Regions from separate parts of the Gossypium arboreum genome. Here region 2 is linked to region 1. The links are chromatin contacts, called in public Hi-C maps. All regions are on one chromosome and are shown on one strand. Each heading gives the region's core, a stretch centred on a gene start, on an enhancer-like site or on the middle of the called end of the contact. The rest is flanking DNA. Distances are from core to core; before and after follow the strand shown.

Region 1 (2,700 bases), core at 59-2,558:
GTTTCTTTAAATTTCACTCTTAAGTAACTACTCATTTTTTATAAAATTATGATTTAGTCCTTCATATTTTTCCACTTATTCAATTCAATCTCTGCACACCAATTTCATGTCATAAGAAATGGGGTTATTTTTCACTTTTGGTCCTTCAGTTTTTCTCATATTTATATTTCAATCCTTCAATTTTTGAATAATTATATTTGAACCTCAACATTTGACACCTTAACAATTTAATCCTTACTTTAATTTAGTATCCCACAACAAACTTCTCAATTCAATTTTCTTTAATACACCTCAATCTTCTCTTTTATCATCTTTATATCATTTTCTCATTTTACCGGAAAATCAATAATACACTATTCAATTTATTACTACTTTATAATATATCAATTTTAAGGGTGTTACATTGGTTCCCAGAACGATTGGTCCAATCGGTTCAAAGCAAATAAATTATTACAAATAGAAAATATAAAAATCGATTCAATTGCTAATTCAACTAGTTTTTTAGACCAATTCAACTAGTCTATACCGTTTTGGCCCGGCTCAACCAGTTTGTACCATTTTGTCTATTCATTGAATCGATACCCTAGCTAGTTCTTGATCCAATTGGCCAGATCCGGTTTAGATAACTTTGGATTTTGGAATTTTTTATATTTTAAAATATTTTAAAAATCATTTTTAATTTTTAAATTTTAAAGAATTTTTATTTTTCATTTTATATATTTTAAAATTTATAATTTTTAAATTTTGTTTAAATAGGAAAAATATTTTTATTTTTTTAAAAAGTACTCCTTTTAATGGCTATGGACGAAAATGACAAAATATGTAAATGTTCGAAGGCTAAAAATTTTAAAATTTTAAATAATTGATAGACCCGCAAACCAGTAAGGACTGATTGAAATGGGTTTAAAAATAAGTTGAGTTGGAAAGTGAACAAATTTTTATAATTTTTTAATATTTTTATTTGATTTTTTTAGTAATTTAATTGCTTTGAATCAATTGGACCGGTTGTCAAGAAATCAGTTGATCAAACTAATTCGAATTTGGTTTAACTAGTCTGTAAGTCAACCGATTTTTTATCTCTCATCATATTGATACCCAAATTAGTTCTCGATTCGAACAATTAATTTGATCTAGTTTAGATAACATTTAATTTTATAATATTTTTTATATTTTTATTTTTAAAGATTTTTTTGTTTTTTCATAATTTTTTATTTTTTAAAGAATATATTTTTAAATTTTTATGTTTTTATTTAAAATATAAAAAATAATAATTTTATTTAAACCGCGTTTGTTAAGTGATTAGTGGCGGGCACGCTTTACTTAAATGATTAGAGGTGGCCCATTTGCTGCTTACGCGGAATTAAACCATTGGGGAACTCCATATTACGTACAACGTTGGACTCAAAGGTCGACTCCACCCAACTGTGGGAAAATCCAAGGCCAACGTTTCAAAGTTTTCATTTTTCAACCACTTGCTTATAACCTTTTTCTACTACGCTTTCGTCCATGCTCCATGCCTAACCCCTCTTTTGTCCTTTTTTGCTTCTATTTTCCCCTATTTTCTCCCCAGTTTTTTTGTTCTTCATTGTACCCATCAAAGGTTTTTTTTCGCCTTAATGAATTGTTTCTATAACAGAGAAGAGGAAAGCTTTGGTTTTTACAAGCCAGGAAGGAACCAACAACCATTGGTAAGTAAAAGAAGAAAAATTAAGAGGCATTTATTTATTTATTTTTTTACTTGGGATTCTTTGACTTTGTAGTTGGGGTAAATTTAACTACCAATCATTATTGTTGTCTTTGATTCATTGAATGTAGATAAAGATTAAAAAATGAAGCAAAGTTTCAAAACTTACAGTGTTTATCACTTCTTCTTTTTTTCTATGATTGCTGGTAATAATAATAGATATGAACTATGGATATTATAATCATGAGTGTGAGGGTTTTATATTTATTTTTTAGATTAAAATATGTGTACTGAATTTGGGTTGCAAGAGAAATTTTATGAATATGATATCTAGAGAAAATCAGGTTTGCCATGTGCATACATATCTCTTCGGTTTTTCTGAGTCATATCTTTTTTTTTAATATAACGATTTCAGGGATTCTTCATGTTTTGATCTGTATGTGTGGTAAATAACTGAAGTTTTTTGATTCAAAAGAAATCAGAACCATCAAAGAAAAGGAGGGAGGGGGATCTTGTTCTTTTGCAAGTTTGCATTAAAGGAGGCAAAGATACTATGGGGAAATAGCTAAGCTTTCAGAAAAAGAAGATGACAAAGCAACTAACAAGTAAAAAGGACGCTACACGGCTGCACTCGGCTGTTAGAGCAGGGGATTTTGAATTGGTTTTGGAAATAATTAATGGTCTTGAGGATGGAGAGTTGAAAGACTTGTTGTCGAAGCGGAATCAATCCGGTGAGACTGCCTTATACGTTGCTGCAGAGTGTGGTCATGCTGATTTGGTGAAGGAAATAATGAAGCACTGTGATATTGTTTTGGCTGGTCTTAAAGCAAGGAATGGCTATGATGCTTTTCATATTGCTGCTAAGCAAGGGGACTTGGGTGAGTTTCTTAGTTTGCTTCACTCCATGATCATGTTGGATATGAAATTAAGAATGATTATGAAAGTTCAACCCTGAAATTCCCTTAGCTAGAAATATTTGCTTTTAGGTTTTAAGGACTTGCAAGATTGGTTGTGAA
Region 2 (2,700 bases), core at 35-2,534, 150 kb before region 1:
TTCATCATAGCAACTCCTCTCGCCTAACCAGATTAAGCCAAACAATAACGTTAGACGACATGAACAGAAAAACAAGCAACCAAAACAAATAATTGTTGTACGCTTGTAGCACTAGCTACTTTACCAATTGGATTGACATTTCCCCAATAGGTCTCTTTCTGTGGATGCTGAAGCGGATCGCCATAAACCTCACTCGTGCTTGTCAGCAAAAACCTAGCCCCAACTCTCTTTGCAAGCCCCAACATATTAAGAGTACCCATCACATTTGTCTTGTAAATTCACTAAGTCAAAGGATCTCAAATTGACATAAACATGACAGAAACAGCATTAAAATCCAGAAAAATAAATATGGTAAACCGAAATTGGCATAAACAATGGCAAAGGATATGATAGTCTTGACAGGATTGTATTTATAATGAACGGGAGACGCAGGGCAAGCTAAATGATAGATCTGATCCACTTCTAACAGAATTGGCTCAACCACGTCGTGTCGAATGAGTTCGAACATGGGATTCCCGAAAAGATGAACCAAATTGTCTTTCCTCCCAGTGAAGAAATTATCAAGAACAATCACCTCATCGCCTCTAGCAATTAGCTTATCAACAAGATGACTGCCAACGAACCCAGCCCCTCCCGTGACCACGACCCTCATTCTCCGCCGTCCAATCCCAACAGGTACCCGCCCCACCTTTCCATAAACGGCCCTGTTCGTACCGGATGAAAAGGAAGCCGAGGAGTCGTGGTTATCGGAAACAACAGAGACGTCGGAGGAGACGATGTTGTCCTTGGAGAAAGATCTGCGTATAGGGGAACGGGCATCGGTGGGACCCAAACGAGACAAACTGGGTTGTAGGATGAAAAAGGTGGAACCAATCAAAATGCCGATGAGGATAAAAAGAAGGCGTTGTTCTTTGAAGAGATAGTTAATGGATCTAGGGATAGATTTGGGGTGTTTTAAGGATTTGGGTGAATAAGGAGGCGTTTGTGTTGATGGGGTCTCCTCATCCCGCCTATGGTTCATGCTAGATTGCTTGTGCAACTGTTTCATGGCTTTTTTATTTCTTGGTTTTCTTGTTCTTTCTAGAAGGGGAGAAATGAAGGAGCCTTTAGAATAATTTGTTTTTCCTTTTGGATTTTTTCATTTAATGGAGAGGTTGAAAACGAATGTAGAAGGTGGAAGGCTGGAAGACGTTTCAATGATTCACTGGTTTTTAGCACCAAACGTAAATGGAGAGGGACGAGAGAGCTTGAGAAGGAATGAAGATAGAGAGAGAGAGAGGGGGGGGGGGGGGAGGGATGGGTCGTTTTGCTTAAAAGGGAACGTAGTCATATGATCCAAATTTTACTCATTTTATTTGTGGACGTACGCAGACTCACCAAATCCATCAGCCATCAGCCAGGCCTACCCCAAATGCGTACTGCACCATTGGGCTGCAAACCCGATGCCTAAGTGAAGTAATCCCCGCCCCATTTCATGGCTCCAATTAAATGTTATTTTCTTGGTGTAAGTGGAAAACTATTGATTAAAATTTTGAAAAAAATTATATTAACATGTTTAATTTAAGGGTAAATTCTTTAATTGATCACCTAATTTTTAAGATGTTTTTAATTTGGTCACACAAAAAAATTCTTACAATTTGGTCATTGTTATTAGAGAAAATTTTTATTTTACACATAATCATGCACACCACATCATCACTTTTTACTTTTGTTTTTTTTAACCTCCATTACTCATCATCTTCTTCCCCTTCATGCCATCCCCTACGTCCATCATTCCTCCTTTTTTTTTTTTCTTCCTTATGTTAGCATAACTAATAAAAGTTAGTTAGTCTGTTAGTAGTTCCACTATTAATAACGAGTTAACTGTTAGTCTGTTAGTAGTTAACTTGCATGGTTAGCATGCTTATTCTAGTATATAATAGCATGTATCTACTCTGTTCATGAATCAAGTAATAAGATGATATTCTCTTGATTGTATTCTTTACTTAGCTTAATATGGTATCAAGAGCCAGTTGATCCCAAGATTTTTTTTTTCTCTTTTCTCCTTCGTTTATCCATGTCGCAGCCTACCAGTCCCTCAGCTGCTCATTCTTCTACACCGGCCATGACATCTAGTCTTACAGATGGTGTTGTCGATAGCCGATTTTTTGCTACCAAGAAAATAAGTGTACTTCTTGATGATACTAACTACTTACTATGGCGCCAACAGGTTCTTTTGGCCGTCAAGATATACAAGCTTCAACGGTTCTTGGACACTGGTACGGTTCCTCCTTTTTCGCTAATTCCTGATGCTGATGGTGTGTTTCATGAGAACCCAGAGTTTGCTCGATTTGAGCAGCAGGACAGTGCTCTTGCTTCTTGGCTTCTATCCTCTGTAAGTCCAGCTGTTCTTCCTCATCTTATTGGTATGGACACTAGTGCCCAAATCTGGAATGCCATTGTTGCTCTATATGGCAGTAAAACTACGTCTAGGTTAATATTTTATAGGCGTGCCTTGCACTCTCAACGCAAGGGTAATCTGTCTATGAGAGAGTTCTTGGTCAAGATTAAGGGGTTTTGTGCTAATCTTGCAAGTTGCGGAGAAGTCATCAGTGACCATGAGCATGTCACAGCTATACTCGATGGTCTGCCACCTAAATATGAGTCTGTTGTTACGATCATCACAGCTAGCCCAGTTCCTTACAACGCTCAGGGGGTGAC

The links. A called contact is a pair of places that touch in the nucleus more often than the background predicts.
Region 2: a Hi-C map of leaf shows a contact between it and region 1, with 5 times the contacts expected there. The contact joins the promoter of LOC108460794 here to the promoter of LOC108457709 in region 1. A contact is called at or near these places in 2 of 5 Hi-C or Micro-C datasets (both in leaf).

Annotation. Positions count from the first base shown.
Region 1 is chr4:101,766,960-101,769,659 of ASM2569848v2, reverse strand. LOC108457709 (ankyrin repeat-containing protein At5g02620-like) reads left to right here and starts at 1,308. Exons shown (of 4, transcript XM_017756792.2): 1 at 1,308-1,688; 2 at 2,160-2,562. The coding sequence starts at 2,271.
Region 2 is chr4:101,919,805-101,922,504 of ASM2569848v2, reverse strand. It overlaps LOC108460794 (UDP-glucuronic acid decarboxylase 1), which reads right to left and starts at 1,284. Exons shown (of 6, transcript XM_017760449.2): 1 at 389-1,284; 2 at 125-272; 3 at 1-23. The coding sequence starts at 1,048.